Regions from separate parts of the Mus musculus genome. Here regions 1, 2, 3 and 4 are each linked to region 5. A link is a contact called in public HiCAR-type, HiChIP or PLAC-seq and promoter capture Hi-C data. All regions are on one chromosome and are shown on one strand. Each heading gives the region's core, a stretch centred on a gene start, on an enhancer-like site or on the middle of the called end of the contact. The rest is flanking DNA. Distances are from core to core; before and after follow the strand shown. Region 1 holds the start of Trim41 (tripartite motif-containing 41). Region 2 holds the start of Slu7 (SLU7 splicing factor homolog (S. cerevisiae)). Region 3 holds the start of Trim7 (tripartite motif-containing 7). Region 4 holds the start of Ccnjl (cyclin J-like). Region 5 holds the start of Thg1l (tRNA-histidine guanylyltransferase 1-like (S. cerevisiae)).

Region 1 (4,248 bases), core at 1,348-3,847, 2.9 Mb after region 5:
TTTTCTACAGATCCTCTCACTGATTCTGGACTTCTGCAATAAGGCCCACTGTAGTTTTAAAAACCTACTCTAGTAACGGACAATGAGCTGTGAAGCCTTAGTCTCTAAGCTGAGGTGATGATGATCACCTAAATGAAGTCACTGACTGAATCACAAACAACAAAGATCTGGGCCAGCAAACAGAGGCTCCACTCTCCTCCTAGTTCCTGACTCAAATCTGAAGATAGTTCTATCTGTGCTGGCTGTTTCATAGATAAACGTCCTTCACATATGTCCAAAGAATCAGGGAAATAAAGAGCCAGACAGTTAACCAAACGAAATTACATTCCAAGAACAGTCAGGTCAGAAAGGTCAAACTAAAATATCCAAGTAGGATGTAGGCCCCAAGAGGAGGATGGTCACATCAAAGTCTATCTCTAAAGCTGCACAACATATAAACCTCCAAGTTCAGAACATAAACCTGCTTCCCAATCAATAAAATGAGAATAGCAAACATCAAACTCACAGTGACTCTGAATTATAAACGATAATCTATAAAAGGTGGCCATATGCCTGTGGTAATGAAAGTTCAAAGACACTCTGAAACTTGAGCAAGACGTCTTGCCCTAAGAGCCTCTCTCTTTTCTGGTAAATACATGAGACTGGGTGCAGAGAGAAAGCAACGAAGCTCATAGCCTAGGATAAGTGTGGGACCCGCTGAGAGACAAGTGTTTGGAACCTGACACTAGTTATTTCTATGCTCCGGTTTCAGACCCTTCATTTGTTCTTTTAGGTCTCCATTCCTTCCCATCTGAAGTAGCTCTGTCATGGATAAGACTTAAGATTCACCCAGAAGAAAATAGGACTGGAGTGAAGCACTGCCTGTCTCTAAGCCACAGAGCCAGTTAGAGGATCCTTCTCATTTACCCACCTTGAAGTCAGTGCTTGGACGGGGAGAACCATTTTTCCAATGGCAAGGTCCTGCTGGGAGAACCGGCATCACGTCCATCCCCAGTCCCCGTTCTCTCCTCCCCATCCTGACTCCACTCTGCCGCCCCTGTGTTACTCACCTTGTACTCCTGCACTACCTCCTCCAATGGCACCACACTATGCTGTTTGTGGCTCCTGGATTCGCGGCACACCACACAGATGGCTTCTTCATCCACCTCACAGAACAGCTTCAGGGCTTCTTGATGTCTCGGACAGATGCCTTGTTCATTCACACGGCTCCCTCGCCCAGGAGTTGGGTGCATCTGACGGATCACCTGGACCATGTTGGCCAACTGCAGGTTGGGGCGGAAGCTCCGCCGAGGAAAACTTTTTCGACACTGGGGACAAGTGAAGCATCTCCGAGGGGCTGGAGGTGGCGGCAGTTGGGTGATCGGGTCTAGCTCCTCTTCCTCGTCTTCCTCCAGCACTTCCTCCTCCTCGTCCTCATCTTCCCCTCTCAGGTCCGCCACATCCCCCAAGTAATAGTCCAGTTCTTCCTCCTCCTCCTCCTCCTCCTCCTCCCACACATAGTCCATGTTGTCCCAGTTAGACCCACCTATACCACTACTCCAGAACACTTCCTCTTCCTCCTCGGCCTCCTCCTCCATGTCACCCTCATAATCTTCTTCCCGCATAGGGGTGTCCCAGCCCCCGCCAGCCCCGACAGCCTCCACTTCTTCCTCCTCTCCGACCTCCTCCTCCTCCTCCTCCCGATCCAACTCATCTCTGTCTTCCTCATCCTCCCCGCCCCACAACTGGGTTACACACACTCGGCAGAAGTTGTGCCCGCAGCCGATGGACACCGGGTCCGTGAAGTAATCGAGGCAGATGGCACACACCGCCTCCTCCTGAAGGGTCTGCACAGGGTTGGGTGTCATGGCAACGGCAGCCATCTTAGTGTCCAGTCAGCCAGGGTAGAAGTGCGGTGGGGGGAGCGGGGGGTGGGGCGGGGGGGTCTCCCTTTCCCGAAGCCCCGTCCCCACCCCGAGCCCAACCTCTCCGCACCTTGCCTGCGGCAAGGCCAAAGGAATGTCCTCCGACCAGCCCACCCCGCCACGCACAGTCCCCTACCCCCAGACGACCACCGTGTCTCACAGAGGGGAGGGGACAGAGGGGAGCCCCACCGACAAGCCGCTCAGGTGGACCTGAGTGCAAATCTGCCCCAACGCTCCCCTGGCCTGCTCATAAACCCCCGCCCCTCCTCACTTCCTGGCCCCGCCCCCCGGCTTCCGGCCTCCCTCCCAACGCTTCCGGCGTCTCCGCACTACCTGAACTCACGAGTTCCCGGCGAGGCACCGCCCCCTTCTCCCACGCCCCGCCCCAGGCTGCAGAGCGACCGGAAACGAGAAGGAGACGCTCTAGCTGACACTCGGGAACAGGACGGGAGGGCTAGGACGGCGGAGGCCCACGTCTCGGTGATGACTGGCCGCGAAGAACGCGTACGGAGCGGAAGGCGCCCCCATGCCCTGCCAGCGGGAACGGACAGCGGAGGGTGGCGAGGACGTTGAGCAGCGCCCTGTTCTCCGTGCTCCAACCGCAGCGGCCTAGCGCCATCCTACCGACCAGGCACGGACGATTGCAGAAGGGACTCCCAGGACCAGTGCCGGAAGCTGAGGGGCGGGCCCGCTCAGCGTCCTCATATTTCCGGCCCCTCTAGACCCGAAACTTGTTCGTTCGTTTGCGAGTCCGGGGGTCCCTCCGAGCGGGATTCTGGGCGGAGCCTGACGAAACCGGCTGGGACTGGAGCGAAAGGCTCCGCCCTCCCGCTGGACTGGGCGTTTTCTCGCCGGCTTTAGGAACTGCCACTTTGCTGGCGGACCACAGCGCTCCTGCAAGCCCAGCACTGTAGAGGCAGAGGCCGCGGAACTGTGGCAAGTTCCATGTTTATCAAACCTGGACTACAAAGTGAGACCCTGTCCCAGAAAACAACCACCAACCAGTCAAAGCAAGCCAGCAAAACAAAACCAAATCCTGCCAACCGGTCACTTGTCCCATCATTTATTATTAATATCCACATCCATATTAAATGCAACAGTGTTCAACTATATGACAGAGAATCTTTGGAATGAATTAAGTTTAAAAAGTGAAGGTGGCTGAACACTGGAGTATATATAGGAGGGCAAGCAACGTTAAGTGTATTCGGTACTCTGAATGGCTATATAAAGTATATAGTAATATAACGTAAATCATATAAAACAAATCAGAGTTGTTGCCTCACAGGATTTTGTGAGGATGTCGTCATGTAAAACGGTCAGAACGGTTTCTAGTATCTGGTAAAGAGGTTAAGGGCTAGCTACTCTACCATATTCTCGTCTATAGAAGAAAACAGAATTTCTCTAGGAAGGCTGGCCGGCCAGTAAAGACACTTTTCCGAAAACATAGTCCTTTGGGTTTTGAGACAAGTCTGTGTGTTCTCATTAAATAAACATATTTTTCAAGTGCTATGGGTTTACTCAAACTTTAGTACTTTATGTGGGCCGTGCATACCTTTCATGTCTTTTCATCCGAAATGGAAATTGTTTATGAGAGAATTCTATCCCTGTAGATCCAAAGCATTTCTCGTGCGGTTGTTTGGTTTTGGTTTTTTGCTTGTTTTGTTTGTGGGTCATAAATAACTGACGCACCATATCCTCTGAGCGCAGCCCAGATTTAGTTGGGTACCGTGACTCAGAGCACCTCCAACTGAACAAACCATGGAGCAAGTCTGGTTTTAAGAAGTGAACGTAAGTCTGTCCAGTTGTAGCTTTAAGTACTTCCCAGTTGCCTCCTAGAATGTGTAGTTTCCGTAGTGTAGTGGTTATCACGTTCGCCTCACACGCGAAAGGTCCCCGGTTCGAAACCGGGCGGAAACAACTTTTAGACTGCGTTTTTACCTCTCCAAGACAAGGGCACTTTTGGACGTCAGTGACATTTTCATAATACTGTAATAATTAAAACTGGTAAAGCACGAGGCTCTTAATCACAAGCAATGGGTTCTTAAAACTACATGGGATGAACGTCCTTTAGAAAGGACAACGATTTGAAGCACTTTTGTGACCAAAGCAAGATAGTGAGTGCTATGCTGTCTTCACTATTACAAAGATGGACAAAGACCACTAATTTGGAAAGCTGGAAGATAAGTAAGAAATGGGTACCATTTGGCAAATTCCAGGAGGCTGATCATCATTAGCCAGTTCACCACCTATTAGATATGCCCAGATATCAGGACTAGCTGTGCTGGTGGCCAGCCTATGGCTAATGAGCCTAGGACCCCAAGAGCCTGAAGGCCTATCTCTGTGA
Region 2 (3,797 bases), core at 290-2,789, 2.5 Mb before region 5:
TTCCTTGAGAGGTTTTCTTCCCCTCTCACCAACAGGAAACATTGCTTTTCCCCAGTCCACTGCAAGTGTAAATAATATCACCATCCTGTCTTTAAAAGGACATGTTTTTCTGAGTGATGGTGTTCCCAGGCCAGCTTTGTGATCCCCACTTGTTACTGGGAAATAATGTACCTGGTTGGTAAACTTATAATAGAGTCCTCAGCTAATACAAGTCTCTCCTAATTTAGCTTTACAGAAAGCGTTCATCCAAAGATAATCCCTGCCTTCTTGGTCCCTCTCTCAAGCCTTGCGCTCTGAGTCCGCAGGACTCTGCTCTGCCTTTAGCTGCCTTGAAAAATCAAAATTATTTTTACATTCTTAACCCACTTCAAGTTCCTTTTTTAAAAAGTCTACTACTTTGGGCTGTTTGACTGAGGTGGTGGGGACGTTAGCTATAGTCCTGTATATCTGAAGAGCACTTCACGTAGGGGAAGTATAAATAACCACAAGACAGCATAAAGAAAAATGGCCAAGCAATGGCTCAGTAGTCAATACAGGTCATTCTTGCAGAAGCCCCCGGTTTGGTACTCATTCTGGTTCACAGACATATATCTGCATTTCCAGTCACAGATGATCTAACGCCAATGATGTGCAAACTCACACACAAAAAACATAAGGCTTTTTTTTTTTTTTTCCTGAGACAGGGTTTCTCTGTGTAGCCCTGGCTGTCCTGGAACTCACTCTGTAGACCAGGCTGGCCTCGAACTCAGAAATCTGCCTGCCTCTGCCTCCCAAGTGCTAGGATTAAAGGCATGTGACACCACTGCCTGGCATAAGGCTTTTTTTTTTTTTTTTTTTAAGAAAAATAAATTCACCAAAGTCGCCTATTTTCCAGGAGTTTGTTTTTTATGGGGATGTTTGTTTGTTTGTTTGTTTGAAAAAGGGTCTTCCTATGTCACTGGCCAGGACCTCAAAGATATGCCTATCTCTGCTAGGATTAAAGGTGTGTGCCATTACGCCGACCTTTGCAGCATTTTCAATAATCATTTTTGCTAAGATTCTGTGCTGTAGGCTGGCAAGATGGCTCAACAGGTAAGAGCACTCACTGACTGTTCTTCTGAAGGTCCTGAGTTCAAAACCCAGCAACCACATGGTGGCTCACAACCATCTGTAGTGGAATCTGATGCCCTCTTCTGGTGTGTCTGAAGAGAGCTACAGTGTACTTATATATCTTTGGGTGGGAGCAAGCAGAGACTGACTGGGCGAGCGGGGTTGACCGGAGCGAGCAGGGGTCCTAAAAAAATTCAATTCCCGACAACCACATGAAGGCTCACAACCATCTGTACAGCTATAGATTATCCATATACATAAATAAATCTTTAAAAAAAAAAAAAAAAAAAAAAAAAAAAAAGATTCTGTGCTGTTCCAGAAAGAAAGCTGCACTGCCATCACTTCGCCTTTCTGGGTCAAAAAAAAAAAAAAAAAAAAAAAAAAAAAAAAAAAAGAGCCAAGCGCTTGCAAATGCGCATGTGCCGATCTCCCGGAAGTTATCTCTGCGCAGCCGGAAGAAGGCAGGGAACCCGGAAGTAAACATTGCCGAGTCGCTTCGTTTCTGGCGGATGGTTTTGAGTGGTCTGCGGCGCGACTGGGTAAGTTGGGGTTCTGAGATTGAGCAGACGAACTGGGGACCTCGGGGAGCGGGTATCCCCTGCAGTGAGTCCTCGCGGTGATGAGCCGTCGTGGAACGGCGGACCCGGGTGGAGACTGTGGCCCAGGACGCAGGCGCCGCCCTCGCGTTCAGCCGGACCGAGGCTGACTCCTCAAGGAAAAGCCCTGGTCACTGTAAGCCGGACATCCTGAGCAGCCCGTACCGAAGCTGAGCCCTCTGTCCCCAAAAGAGTTCCTTTGAGGTTCAGTTTTTTCCGTTAGGTGGAGATGATCTTATTTTGTGAGGGTCAAATTAGAATGTCCGTATTGCATCAGTGAGTGGGAGCTGTTAAAGTTCTAACTCGGAGAGAGCCGGACCCTCTGCAGAGCAGTGGAACCTAATGACAAAACACTTCAGTCCCTCTTAATCTTGAATGTGACAGGCCTGCACTCCAGTGTCTGTGGTTTGTAACAGGGGTTGAAAGACCAACTAAAGTCAGGCTTGGGTTTGCGATCTGTCGTCTCTCACTAATGTCTTGTTATCTGAAGGTGTTAACCCCCCCCCCCCCGCCCCAAACTTGTTTCCTCACCATAAAATAGGGTGGTTGTAAAGATTTGGTGACGGTCTGCATGGTAAATTAAAGAAATGGTAACTGTTAAAATGAAGATGATTAAATCTGTGCTTCTAGTATATACTACCACGGATTTCTAACACTTCTGTTTTTATTTTTAAGTCTATTTTATTTTAATTATGTGTATAAGTAGGTAGGTGGGTTTGCCCTTGTAAGAACGTGTGTAGTCTTCTTGGAATCCCTGTAGCTGGAGTTAGGGACAGTTGTGAGCCACCTGACATAGATGCTGAGAACTGAGTTAGGGTTGTCTACAGGAGCAGTAGGTGAACCGTCTCACCTGCCCCATACACAGACCTCTATGGTGGCATATGCCTATAAAGCCAGAACTCGGGAGATGGAGGCAGACACAATTTCACAGGAAAGTCATGGAGTTTAAGGAATGCTGTGGATAAATACTTAGTGTTCTGGGTGTGGATGTCATGTACACAGTTGGTTGTGTAGATTTGAAGATCAAATGAAAAGTCTAGGGCAGAGAGATAGTATGGAACCCCAGTAGTGGGATACTGTTCCTCCTGAATCTTGGCAACTGGTATTGTTTAGAGTGGTGAGTGAGGCTCTTGCTGCTCTGTAAGGAATCAGCCTCTAAATAAACGTGTGCAAATAGATGAGCCTGCAGAGAAGTCGAGAACAGGAGAGGTGTTCACGGAAAACCAGTAACATGTTATAGAAGCCAAAGAATGAGAATCTCTGACAAAAGAAGGCATGGAATGGTCGGGAATGGAAATGAAGTCAGTGACCAGAGCAGAGGAGTGCAAAGCAGAGGTATAAAAATAGGCACACTATGAATATGGGTGATTTTGTGGTGTGTGTTTGTGTGTGTGTGTGAGAGAGAGAGAGAGGCAGAGACAGAGAGAACTAGATATGCTAGGCATCCCTGAATGTAGACAGACCCATCTCTATTTTTTTCTAACAAGGTCTCATGTCTTGAACTCTCTATATATCCAAGGGTGACCTTGGTCTTCTGATCCTATATTCACATCGAGATTGCTGGATATCAAGTATGCACCACCAGGCCTAGTTTTTGTTGCACTGGCAATCAAACTTCTGCTAGGCAAACGCTCTATCAACTGAGGCTTCATCCCCAGCCCTGAACTTTGGTAATTGTTAAGGCATTGGGCCTTCAAGGGGAACAGTGATGTGCTCTGGTTTTTTTAGGTTTTTGGGGTTTTTTTGTTTGTTTGTTTGTTTGTTTTCCTATGGAAGATAAGTTTGAGACATGCAGGAGGGCTAATTTAGGAACATCTGTATGAAAGTCTTTGAATTTTTTTTAAAGATTTATTTATTGTTATTTGTAAGTACACTGTAGCTGTCTTCAGACACACCAAAAGAGGGCATCAGATCTCATTACACATGGTTGTAATGCTGGGATTTGAACTCAGGACCTTTGGAAGAATAGCCAGTGTTCTTAACCACTGAGCCGTCTCTCCAGCTCCTTAAAATTTTATATACATGGCTTTCTCTGCTTACAAATTGGAGTGTTGAGAGAATTGGCGCTAAGAATACGTAAAGACTTTTTTTCATTTTGAGACAAGGTCTCAC
Region 3 (4,007 bases), core at 33-2,532, 2.9 Mb after region 5:
CATCACCGAAGGTCCTCGATGTCATGACTCTGAGTTCTTGGTGAACCAGAAGAGCCTTAGCTCACCATCAGTTGTCCTGTGCCTGAAACCGGTGGCCATTCTTTAGTCCAGGGATTCACTTGTTTCTTCAACTGACCTAATAATGTTCCTTATCTTCAAAATAATTGTAGGTGAGTTTGCAGAAAATTTAAAACGTCCCATGGTGGAAGAGGAGAGTCAAGCAAGAGCCTTGAGGTTATTATGAAGACTTCAACTTCTTTCCTGGGAGTTAGCAGCCACTCACTGGTGGGGTTTGAGCAGAGGGCTCTGATGGATACTGTGGAGACATGGGCTCTGAAAGGGTTCTCTAAAGTTAAAAAAATTTTTTAAAAATGGAAGCGATTGTAGAGTGTGGTGACTGAGGCCGGGGGATTGAACCAGGGCAAGGAGCCGAGTGGGGGACTCTAGAACCCAAGAAGAAAGTAGGAGGTCATAGACCGGAGAGAAATGGAGGTGGTAGCATCCCGAGTGGCGAGGAGAAAATGCTGTGAGGAAGGACAGACACACCAGAGAGGTGAGGTTTGCAACTCTCGGTTAGAATTGGGCGAGTGGATAGAGACATTGACAAGAGAGGTTTTGAGAGAGGCAGAGAAAGAAGCTTGACCCAAGTGGCCTCCAGAATGAAAGGATAGAAAAACTACTCCAAAAACAAAAACAAAACGGTCCCTGGAACCCAGCTGTATACCAGCTGGGGAGAGACAGAGGGATTTGGGGTAGGTGTGGATTCTGAATGAAATGAGGGTAAATGGCTGTATTACTTGTTCAAAATTAAAGGGATAACTGTAAGAGATGATGTAGTTACAAAAGTGGACAAAAGGCCACGCTTGGGATGAGGAGGTAGAGCCAAATTCCAGACCCTAAGTTTAGCTCAGCGCAGTGCCAGGATGAGTCGGTATGCGGGGAACCAGACACCTTGTCCCGGGAGCCAGGCCTTTGCCCCTGTAGGGCAGGGTCAGCCTAGGTCAGCTACTGGGAGTGGAGCCCAGCTGGCCTTGCGCGCTCACCTGTCCCCGACAGTTCCCTACTGCTGACTGGGCCATACTGGGCGGCCTAGAAAGGCGGTGGAAGGGGGGTCGACAAAAGGGAGATCGGGGCTAGGGTGGTGGCTTTGGGAACCCAGAGAAAGGGCAGCACCTGCCTCCATTCTCAGCTGGGTGCACCCTCGGCTCACGTCTCAGCTTGCCCGCTGCCGGCCCCGCCCCTCCTCGCCCAGTGGGTACTCGGAGCTCAGCCCAGCTTGGACAGTAGCATCCAGGGACCTCCCCAAAGCCACAAGACTCGAATGTACTAAGGACACGGATGGCGACTGTGGGGCCGCGGACCGGGCCGAACGCAGGAGCCGAGGCGCTGGCCCTAGCGGCAGAGCTCCAAGGCGAGGCGACGTGCTCCATCTGCCTAGAGTTTTTCCGGGAGCCGGTGTCAGTCGAATGCGGCCACAGCTTCTGCCGAGCCTGTATTATGCGCTGCTGGGAGCGTCCCGGAGCTGGGACCGGCACGGCGACCCGCACGCTGCCCTGCCCACTGCCCTGTCCTCAGTGCCGCGAGCCCGCGCGCCCCAGCCAGCTGCGACCCAATCGACAGCTGGCCGCGGTGGCCTCGCTCCTTCGGCGCTTCAGCCTGCCCCCCACCGCCCCCGGGGAGCGCGGGACTCCAGCGGTGCCTGCCCGGGCGGCGGCTGCGCGGTGCTCCCAACACGGAGAGCAACTTAAGCTCTACTGCCAAGACGACGGCCGCGCCATTTGCGTGGTGTGCGACCGCGCCCGCGAGCACCGTTCGCACGCCGTGCTGCCGCTGGAGGAGGCGGTGCAGGAGGCCAAGGTGGGTGCAGGATGTCCCGGAGCCCTGGCTCTGCTCCAGCCCTCCCAGCTCTCCTTGCGGACTGCAGGCAGGGTCCTACAGAAAAGCCCCGGTCTCCTTTTTCTCTTTCTAAAACTGTTTTCCCCTCATCTCTTCTCGTCCCTCAGAGCCCGATGCCTGGAGGCCTGGAAGATGGCCCCAGGGACTTGAAATCTTGTCTGTCCCCAACCGCTAATGTAACTCTGCCCAGGAGAAATTCTGTTTGTCACGCCCACATATCCACTGCCACACTCCTACTGCGTTCCCAGGGGCGTGGCACTACACAAAGTACCAAGTTCAAAGAGGAAGAACACAGAATAGCGTCCTGGGTTAGGTGGTCTGTCTGAAGGGCTGTGAAGCCCATTGGTTCTGGGCATCTTCCCTTTTAGTCTGTCCCTCGATAGGCTGCGGCACAAGAGGCGTGTGCAGCTCCCAGTCTCTGCTGCCCTGTTGTGCTCCAGCCTTCCTACAGGATGAGAGGAGAGCTGAAGATAAGATAGACCGAACCAAGGTGGGAGTCTCGATTCTCACCGCAGACCACGTGATTGATGCCCTTGAGGAAGTGAGACTCCCGGACCTTTGGAGTTCCCCTGCATTTGTTCTGCACCAATAGGCTTAGTCTGCAAGTCTCTGTTCACCCCATAGCCAGAGATGGTATCTATCCAGTCTCCTGCTCCTGAGAGCAGAATCTTGGCTTTCTCCTGGATGGTTCTAGGAAAGTACACGAGAGGGTATCCAGAATTTTCTGACCACGTGTCTTCCTTCTACCACAGGAGTTGCTGGATTCCAGGCTGAGGGCCTTGAAGAAGGTACTGGAAGACTATGAAGCGTTCCGGTCAACAGAGGAGAGGGAGAGCAAGGAGCTTCTAGTGAGTCCAAGTGTGAGAAGCATAGGGTTGTGGATGACCAAGGCAGAGAGAGAGAGAGAGAGAGAGAGAGAGAGAGAGAGAGAGAGAGAGAGAGAGAGAATATGGTTGAAACAGTAGGGTGGATTTCAGAAAGACAATATGGTATACATTACAGAGGTTGACTATATAATTTATAATATAAACTAGAGCTGTTCAATTCATCTTTAGGGTGCACAGTCATTCGTAACAAACCAGTTAGGACCTGTAGCAGCATCTTGTAATTTGAATGCATTAGCATTTCTTCACAGAAACACGTCATATTAAGTAGGAACATACGGTGAGGAGCCACACATGCCTGAGGCATGTTCTGCCACAGGAGGAAAAAAAACAGTGAGGAAAACGTTTTGTTTTCTGAGCTTTAATTTAAGAATTAGAGGTTTCTGGCTGGGCAGTGGGGGCACATTCCTTTAATCCCAGCACATTGAGTCAAGGCCGGCAGATCACTGTGAGTTCGAGGCCAGCCTGGTCTTCAGCATGAGTTCCAGGATAGCAAAACTGCACAGAGAAGCCCTTTGTGCTGATGCTGAGGAGGGATCAGAGCTGTTCCTGGCAGAGCACTGTGGCTTGGGGACTTGTTTTGGTTACTATGGACAAACACGAGTCACTATCATTTTCTACCTCACAAATTCAGTTCTTGGCTCAAAGGTGCCTGAGAATGAAAGGAGGAACCACGAGTGCCTTTTAAGGCAAGGTCATTTGTTTATGAAACTGGGATCAGAGGGGAGGCCTGGAGGGACCCTCTTATGCTTTAAAAAATTATCTATTTACCTATCTATTTATTTGTGTTTCTATAGTTGGGTGCATGGGCTACTGTCTGCCTGTAAAGGTCAGAGGGCAACTTTGTGTCAGTTCCTGTCTTCTACCTTAAGGTAAATTCTAGGGATTGAACTGGGGTTGCCAGGCTTATGAGCCAAACAGCTTTACCTGTTGAGATATTTATTTCACCAGCCCTAAGCCCTTAGGTTAGGAAGGGAAGCCCATGAAACTCAGATACACAGGCTCCTTTCTGGGCCCTATGTGGTTGCTATTATTGTTCTGTTTTGTTTGAGACAAGGTATCTCTCTATAGCCCAGGCTACCCTGAAACTTGCTACATAGACCAGGCTGGCCTCAGACCTACAGAGATCCACCTGCTTCTGCCTCCTTAGTGCTGGATTGAAGCTGTGTGCCACCATGCCTGGCCCTCCCCTTATCCTTAACTGCTTTTATATCTGTAGCTATTGGA
Region 4 (4,148 bases), core at 864-3,363, 2.4 Mb before region 5:
TCTCATCTCCTGCTTACTTACAATATTGTGACTGCTACCCTACCCCCAACTCATTACATATTCATTCCTCTCAAAAAACGTCATAAGAAGATCATCCTTATCCAATTCCACTGCCCACGTGGTGTGTGTGTGTGTGTGTGTGTGTGTGTGTGTGTGTGTGTGTGGCCACTGCCCACGTGGTGATGTGTGTGTGTGGGGGGGGGCGGTCCGAGTTTTCTTTTTTGAGATGAGGTCTCATTGTGCAAGCCTTGGCTGGCCTAGAACTCACTATGGATACCAACCTGACCTCAAACTCTAGGAGGTGGAGTAGTTGGATGCAATGATACTTTGAAACTTGTTGATTTATGTTGTTTTTCAGAAAGATGGCATTTGCATTCCCAAGAAGGTTGTATATTTACCCACCTTAGGAGTCCCTTGGCAGTAGGGGAGAGATGATGACTGAGAACAAACTATGAGGACACATAGGTGCGAAATGCCACAAAGGAACCCATTACCTTGTATGCCAACCGAAAACATTAACAAACACTAAAAACATCTTTGATAAAGATCTGCTCCAGCTTTTAAAATTGTAGTTTGTATCTGTTTGTTATCTGTTTGTATCTATGTATCTGTTTGTGTATCTGTGTATCTACTTGTGTATCTGTTTGTATCTGTTTGTTAGTGAATAGGGCATGAGATTTTTTTTTCTTTGATGGCCTGCCTGTCCATGCTTTGCATCTGATTCTTCATGAAGGTCTTAGGTCACATTGATCTAAAGATATGCATACATGATTGCATATATATCACATTTGTTTAATCTCAGGTATTTTTTAAATTTTTATGAGGGCTCATAAATGCTAAAACTTCTTTTCAGTACAAGTTCATCAAAGCTAAAAAAAAAAACATAGAAAAACAAAACAAAACAAAACAAAAAACCCTCAGCCTAGACAGGGTTCAAACTTCTGTGTAACTCAGGCTGCCCTTGAACTCCTAACCCTTAAGCTACAGACAGCCTTCTGAGTGCTAATGTCGCAGGTATGCAGTACTATAGTAGCCTTTCAAAACTAAATTGTATTTTTAACCCGTAAAATTTTACTTGCGGCTTGATGATGGTGGCACACACCTTTAGTCCCAGCTCACAGGACTCTGTAGTCCTACAAGACCTCCCTCAGATCGCCAAGTTCAAGGCCAGCCTGGTCTACAGAGCAAGTCCCAGGACAGCTGGGGCTACACAGAAAAACCATGTCTCAAACCACAACAAATATCTATCTTGTAGAAAACTAGGCAGAAACTAAAGTCTTTTTCGTGTAATTATTTATTGACTGGTGACTTTCTAACGGGCCTAGTGGTAATCCTCTTTCGTGTCCTTTCTCATTTAATCATAATGTATCCCCAGCAGATTATTGTAGTTTGTATCCCTCTATTACCTAAAGCCAAGCTCTAAGTGGTTAAGACACTGGGTGAACAAAAACACCCAGGTAGTTGGTGGACTTGATTTTAAGTTAGTGGGATCACCAAAGGGCTCACAAAAATCAGCACAGCAGGATGTTATGCCATTATACTGCAGGCTCCAGAAAATGCCTTTCTGAAAACAAGTAAATTAAAAGGGCTTTCTATCCCGCAACCTGCCACAAGGACTGTTTCCCTGCAATGCTCAGCATGGATGCACGCTTAAGAGTACAATAAGATACTCACTGAGCCCTCTTTATAAAGAGGAACTCGTGCGTATCCAAGGGTGTCTTCTCTGGGGCTCCTGTGGGAATTGTTTGAAAATCTACCTCCCCATCGCAGGGCAGGCTGAAAAAGAAAGAAAGACAGGTGGAAGCGTCTGCAGGTTGGCAGGAGCAGCGCATGCGGAAGTCAGAACTTTCTGGGGGCGTCCTGGCCGCTGGATCCACGCGCGGCACACGCAGGTGGCGCCGCGTCCCCCGCGCTCCAGGATCAAGGGGGCAGGGTCACTGGGGATCGCCCCCAGAGTCCCAGGGAAGGTGAAGCCTAGCTTTCTGCCCGGGCGAGGGAGGAGGGTGGGCAGGAAGCGCAGCTCAGCGCCGGGGAAAGAAAGACTGCCATTCCCAGCCCCCCGCCCCGCGGGGCGCGGGGTGCTGGCGGCGCATGCGCGAGGCCCGGCCCCCAATTCCCCGAGCGAGGGAGGGAGGCCCCCGGCGGCCCGAACTGCGAGCCGCGGCGGGACCGAGCGCACGCAGGGGCGCGCCGGTGGCCGGGCGGGACGGGCTGCAGAGGCAGCGGTCGCGAGCACGCGAGGCCAGGGACCGGGCGGCCATCGGAGGGCACTACGTACCCGGTGCGGGAAGGGACCCACCACCCGCGGCCCCCCACGCCGGGACAGCGATGCGTGAGTCTGGCCCCGGCTCGAGGGCAGGATGTGCGAGCAGGACAAAGGCTAGGCGGCGGGGGAGGAGTTGGGGACTCTGAGCCAGTGACCCAGCCAGCCCTGGGAGAGCTACTACAGCCCGCAACTTTGCAACTTTTGCAGAGGGGCACATTGGATATTCTGCAAGTTGTTGCACACAGTTCCAGATAGCCCCAGGTTGGGCGGGCGGAGGGAGGGGAGCGGGGACACTGCTGGCTCTTCAGGACAGCGGGCGACAGCCAGCTCCACGGTGCAGGGCAGGAGGGGGCGCCCGTCCCGGACTGGGACAGGGACCGAGGAGGATCAGGGTCACTGAGGGCAGGGTGAAGGAAGAGTCTCCGATCGCTGAAGCTCCTGGTGTCCTCGCAGGGTGCGCCCCGAGATCCCGGTAGCTTCATAACTGCGGCGGTGATGGATGAGCCGTGGTGGGAAGGGCGCGTCGCCTCGGACGTACACTGCACTCTGCGCGAGAAGGTCAGTTCCTCCCCGCCCTTGTCACTCGCAAGGACTGGGTATTTAAAGTCACTTTCGGTCTCCTGTGGGTGTCTTCAGGATGCCCCGCATGGGAACTCAGCACTCTTGGTGCCCTTTTATTTGTGCGCCTGCTCTTTTACCTTCATGGGGAGTGTGGTCTTCTTCCAGGCAAAGGACCTGGAGATCCAAGAACTTGAAGTCGGTTTTTCACCAGCCACCTAAATGAAGAATAGTTCGTATCCCATTGGATTTCCTCCCGAGGTTACTTTACATGGTACAAGAATGGATTAAAAAAAAAATACTGTGTATCCATTACAGTGTGTAATTCAAAGACACATAATACCACCTACTATACATAATGCTGATTTTCCCTATCATTGTAATGATGTTGTAGCAATTTCTTTTAAAATATAATTACTAGACTAGTGCATAGCTCAGTGGTAAAGCAGATGCCTAAATAAATCTATGCAAACGTAGTAAAGTTACAGTTCGGTGTAAAGAAATATTAGGTAGATGGTGGGAATTCATTGTTAAGGCAGGAACTGAATGAAATTTAAAAGTCTGGCCTGGGGGCAGTCCTAGCACTGTGGAGACAGCAGAAGGATCTCCACAAGTTCAAGGTCAACTGAAGCGTCAGGAGGAGCTCCAGGAAGCACAGGGCTACACAGTGGGACACTTTGTCTCAAAACGAGAGAAAGAAAAGACACACTAGCCTTAACCGAAAGAGGTTGCAGACTAGAAAGCTAAGGGAGAAAACACAAACTCCCCTGCCAGTTGGCCTCCTGTGGTAGAAGGTGGGCTGGCTGAAACTTGATCCCCCTCTCAGTTCACCTCCTGTTGCTGAGGCTGCTGTTGGCCACTGGGAAACTGGGAAAACCCAGAGGACTGAATGAAGGCTTTGCCTCTTTCTTCCTGTACCTGGGCTGGGAAGGATTGTTTGGAGACTTGGTGTGAATGGAAGCAGAGCTACTGTAACAAAGTACTAGAGGCTGGTGGGCATCCGATTTCAGGATGTTGGAAGGATACAGAAGATCCGTTTGCTTTTGAGACAGGGTCTTGTTATGGAGCCCAGGCTAGCTGTATAGGTACTGTATAGTCCAAGCAGTCCTTAAATTCATGGTTCAATTGCCTCAGCTCTCTGAATGCTCTTAACTTACTGCCTCTGTGTCATCTCCTGTCTGAGAGTCTGTGTCTGTTTCCTCGTAGGAGCCCACCCTACCCGAGTAGGGTGTAACTGTACTTTAACTGGTACATCTGAAAGGATATGACTTTCAAGTAAGGTCACATTCTCAGGTTCTAGACGGACATGAATTTAGGGGAGAGG
Region 5 (4,197 bases), core at 856-3,355:
GGCATCTTCTCAATTGAGGTTCCTGCCTCTCAGATAATTTTAGCTTATGTCAAACTGACAAAAAACTAGCCAGCACACTCACTAACACCAAATCTCTCTCCATAGGACTTGGTATACATTTATAATTCAAGATTTTCTTATTGTTGTTTTGTGGGTATGGTATTGTTTTCCGTCTTGGAAGAAAGGGGACCATTATTTTGAAGACATACCAATTCATCATATAATTTGATTCCCCAAAGAGTTTCAGTATACTACCAAATTCAATATAAGATGGATCTCCTTGTTAAAAAGTTTAAATAACTCTTTAATACATGGAAAGAGTGACCCTGCAATGCTACCCATGAATCACCAGTACTCTATTTTTCTCTCAAAGTCTCTGCTTAAGTCTCTGCTTATCCGTCTAACTATTCAATAGGTCAGTCTGGAAGCTGGATTGACAGGATACAGAAGGAAAAGAATTAAATAAAGAAAGCATCTTAAAAAAAATACACAGCACAAGAATTTTCAGATCTCATTGGAAGGAAACAGTCAAAATAGGACATGTACACTCTGTAAATGCAGCATCACCCACAACTTTGAGGATCTCAGCTGTCGCCATGAGAAACAGAGGAGCAGAGAACGGGAGAGCATCCTAGCGGAGGCTGGTTTTGAAGCTCACCTGGCTCTTCTTTTGAACCAATTGCTCTTCTTCCTGAACACAAAGCTGTACTCGTCACTCTGGCCGTACGCAATCACAATGTCCTCCAGCTCCTCCATTACTGTCTGGGCACATTTGGTCATCAGATGGAGGGCCCGACTGTCATTAGGTTTGGCAAAGTTGTGCTCCTCAGCAAACCTTCATAGAGGAAAGAGAGGGGCACAAGCGGTGGAGAGTGTCATCACCAACACCATCCACAGAGGCAGTTAAGAGAGATGGAGAGATAGCTCAGTAGGTAAACTGTCAGGACCAAGTTCTAGCCCCAAAACATAAAACAGGGTGGGGGCTTGGTGGCACCTGCTTGTCATCCCAGTGCTGGAGAGGTGGAGGCAGGATTCCTGGGGCTAGATGACCACCAGGCTAGAGTATCTGGTGAGTTCCAAGGAAGTTCCATGAGAGACTGTCTCAAGAAAAACAAGGAGGACAGCTCTGAGGAGGGACACCCAACATTAACCCTAAACTTACGCATAAGCATGTACAGAAAAAAAAAAAAAACACGTTTTTCTTTCTTACTTTGACACACTGACAAAAAGGGATACAACTGCTAGGCTTCAATCCACTTTTCTGTGAAGTTTCACCTTACTGGGTGAATTGAGAACACTATTACCTTATCAGGTTGTATTGCTGATTAGGAGATCAAAATGCTCTTACTAAGTGCTCAATAAACATTACTATAGCTCTATGTACTTAAACAGCTATAAAATGGTAATAACGAATAACATAGCCCTTTATTGAAATTAAGTCCCCAATAGTTTACTCTCCTTTTTTCTTCCTGACTCTAGTGCAGTCAGTTCATGTAATATGAAGCTGACTATGAGAACGGGACATACTATCAACTCATGACCACAGTTAGGCTTATGCGGGCCTCTTAACAACTCTCAAAAATAACAAAAGGGTCGCACGTGTGACTGAAGTTTAAGTAGTGGACCGAGAAATGACACCTCCCCCCCACACACACACACACACAAAGTTCTTGCAAACTGGTTTCAGCTAAAGTAGCACGGGTTTTTCACCAATTACAGTACCCAGTTCCTTTTAAATATCTCAACCACCTAGCAAGTCCTTCAGGCGACGCTCAATGCTGAGTGTTCATTGGCTGTCGCGTTACCCCGGTAACTACGAGAGGCGCACTTCCCGGAAGTGTGGGCGCACCACGCGGTCTCCCGCCCCTCCAGCTCACCGGTGGAAATTCCGGCCGTCCAGCCGCACCACCACCCAGCAGTGCGGCAGGCATGTGTCCTGAACCTCAAAATTCCGCACGTACTCAAACTTGCTCTTGGCCATGGCCACCCCCAATCTCAGGCACCGTCTTAAAATAACGGAAGTAGCAGCCAAAAGACTGCCGATCCTCGCTGTGCGGAAAGCCCACATTCGCCATAAGGAAGCAATGGACGGGCCCCACCCCGGAAGTTCCTGTCGCTGTCAGAGCCGCTCTAGCCACGGTGGAGGTTTCTCTATTGACTCTATTGCCTTCAACTCAGCTGGCTGCCAGGCGTGTTCTTCTGGGCTGTGGGTGCCTGTCTGTTACCCCGTAGGCAGCAAATCGCAAGCTATCAGATGTTGTTTTGTGACCAAGTTTAAAAGTATAGTTGTGACCTTTTTGTCTTGTACTTCTAAATAGCATTTATAAAGCATTTCTAAGTAGCATTTCTAAATTCCTTGCTAAGATGAAATACACTAAATTATCACTTTATAGTTCGGGGATGGGGTGGGGAGGATCTTCTAGATTCTTCTAGGTAAGTTTAAACAAGGAACATAAAATAGAAATTGATCATCTGTACAATTTTGTATTTTCTTCCATTGACCCTGTTTGGTTTTTTTTTTTTTTTTTCTAGAGTTATTTAGTGGTTGTTCCAGTAAAGTGTGATTTAAACAAAGAAAGGGCCAGCAAGACAACTCAGTCTGTAAAGATGCTTGATGCCAGGTGTGATAACTTTGATCCCTGGAAGCCACATGGTGTGTCCTTCCTTTCTCAGGCTTTCCAAAAGTGAATACCAGAGGCAGGTTACCCTGCCATATGTCATTAGGTGAATTTAAAATTTGTACTCATCACTATTAAAAGATTTTGTATGTGTGTGGGTGAGTTTATGTGCATCTGTGGAGGTCAGAGGAAGACATCAAGTATCTTCGTCAATCCCCCTTCATCTTAATTTTAAGACTGCCTTTCACTGATCCTGGCTCTCACTGGTTGACCTAGAAGTCACTAGATGGCCAGCAAGTTTGAGGGAGCCTCCTCTCTCTGCCTATCTCACACTGGGGCTGATGGGTATAAGCTTCCACATCCCACTTTATATCTGAATGTTGAGAATTTGACTTTGGATTTCTACGCTTGCCTGGCAAACATAATAATTACAGGGCCATCTGCCCACTCTTGAACTCAGGATTGTTTTAAAATGCATTTCCTAGCTTTGCCCACTGGGCACAGATGAAATGATACCCTGAAAGCAATAGGCATACAATTCGTGGTTGCTAACACCTCTCTCCACTAGAGTATACTCCTAGAAGAAGTGACTGCCTCCTAGTTAGATGAGTCACAGAAAACACAAAATGAGACTGGGGCACATGTTGTGGCAGAAGGGAAAGAACTGCTAGGAGTAATAAGACGAAGTGACAAAATGAGCCCAGAGGACTAGTGCTGCCACTGAGCAAATCTGAGGTGATTTGAGTATCAGAACAACAGTGAGTGATTATCATGTATGGAATAAGTGAAGGCCCAGGCAACATAACAATACTCAAAGAGAGGAAAGTTCATGGATAGTTTTGGAAGTATTGTTACACTAACTTCTTACACTGGCAATTGATTATTAAAGGGAACAAGGCCCTTTTCTTGTCTTTTATATAGAACTACAATTCAATGCCAGTTGATGAGAGGAAGCCTTTTACAAAAGAGTGCCGGCTAGTTTCAAACACAGAATGGTGGGCTCAGAGAATCAGTTTTGTTCTTTTGTTTTGTTTATAAACATCTTTGAAACAATTAACTCAAACGTGGATCACTAATGGATGCTAAAGCTGTGATCTCTAGAATTAGTGAAAGACTCCCTAGTCTGGTGGCATTGGCCCTCAGATTGTTTGCTAGTCACAAGATGAAAGGCACAGTCACAAACGAGAGCACTTGCCACCTTCAGCTGGTCTCCTATTGATTTTTCCTAAAACCAACAGCCACTGGAGATCCTGGGCAGTGCAGCATGGCAGACACAAACAGGATTTCTAACAGTTGACTCAAGTATTACTCCAGTGGGCCACAGTCTTCTCCATACGTTAAACTCGGAGGATAAACTTGAAATTGTCAGTTCCCAGGCTGCTCACAGAATCTTTTCGAGTGTGATCCAGGCAATAGTCTATTTTTTTTTCTCTTAAATAATTTTCTTTTATTATTAATTGTTTATTCATGTGTACCCAAGGAGACCAGTGTGTGTGTGTGTGTGAGAGAGAGAGAGAGAGAGAGACAGAGACAGAGACAGAGACAGAGAGAGAGAGGGGAAGAGAGAGGGAGAGGGAGT

What was found. Promoter capture Hi-C pulls out the DNA fragments that hold promoters and counts their contacts. HiCAR-type assays count read pairs that join an accessible place to other places. HiChIP or PLAC-seq counts read pairs in DNA pulled down with a chosen protein or histone mark. Capture Hi-C pulls out chosen DNA fragments and counts their contacts.
Region 1: a HiCAR-type map of astrocytes shows a contact between it and region 5, with 7 times the contacts expected there. The contact joins the promoter of Trim41 here to the promoter of Thg1l in region 5. A contact is called at or near these places in 6 of 39 promoter capture datasets (cranial neural crest, embryonic stem cells, hippocampal neurons and 3 more), 1 of 484 Hi-C or Micro-C datasets (uterus), 3 of 115 datasets of contacts at active chromatin or transcription factors (astrocytes, embryonic forebrain and embryonic hindbrain) and 2 of 9 other capture datasets (adipose tissue and liver).
Region 2: a contact with region 5 is called in a promoter capture Hi-C map of adipose tissue, with 3 times the contacts expected there. The contact joins the promoter of Slu7 here to the promoter of Thg1l in region 5. A contact is called at or near these places in 2 of 484 Hi-C or Micro-C datasets (CD4 T cells and muscle stem cells) and 2 of 9 other capture datasets (adipose tissue and macrophages).
Region 3: a promoter capture Hi-C map of embryonic stem cells shows a contact between it and region 5, with 4 times the contacts expected there. The contact joins the promoter of Trim7 here to the promoter of Thg1l in region 5. A contact is called at or near these places in 4 of 39 promoter capture datasets (embryonic stem cells, hippocampal neurons, liver and 1 more) and 1 of 115 datasets of contacts at active chromatin or transcription factors (astrocytes).
Region 4: a contact with region 5 is called in an H3K4me3 HiChIP or PLAC-seq map of embryonic forebrain, with 5 times the contacts expected there. The contact joins the promoter of Ccnjl here to the promoter of Thg1l in region 5. A contact is called at or near these places in 2 of 115 datasets of contacts at active chromatin or transcription factors (astrocytes and embryonic forebrain).

Annotation. Positions count from the first base shown.
Region 1 is chr11:48,814,794-48,819,041 of GRCm38.p6, forward strand. It overlaps Trim41 (tripartite motif-containing 41), which reads right to left and starts at 2,598. Exons shown (of 6, transcript NM_145377.2): 1 at 1,050-2,598. The coding sequence starts at 1,862. It overlaps n-TVcac7 (a tRNA gene), which reads left to right and starts at 3,749; the gene lies at 3,749-3,821.
Region 2 is chr11:43,432,192-43,435,988 of GRCm38.p6, forward strand. Slu7 (SLU7 splicing factor homolog (S. cerevisiae)) reads left to right here and starts at 1,540. Exons shown (of 16, transcript NM_198936.1): 1 at 1,540-1,628.
Region 3 is chr11:48,836,189-48,840,195 of GRCm38.p6, forward strand. It overlaps Trim7 (tripartite motif-containing 7), which reads left to right and starts at 1,283. Exons shown (of 7, transcript NM_001347446.1): 1 at 1,283-1,857; 2 at 2,649-2,744. The coding sequence starts at 1,339.
Region 4 is chr11:43,526,636-43,530,783 of GRCm38.p6, forward strand. It overlaps Ccnjl (cyclin J-like), which reads left to right and starts at 2,114. Exons shown (of 6, transcript NM_001045530.2): 1 at 2,114-2,332; 2 at 2,720-2,824. The coding sequence starts at 2,762.
Region 5 is chr11:45,953,398-45,957,594 of GRCm38.p6, forward strand. Thg1l (tRNA-histidine guanylyltransferase 1-like (S. cerevisiae)) reads right to left here and starts at 2,106. Exons shown (of 6, transcript NM_001080969.3): 1 at 1,878-2,106; 2 at 659-835. The coding sequence starts at 2,068.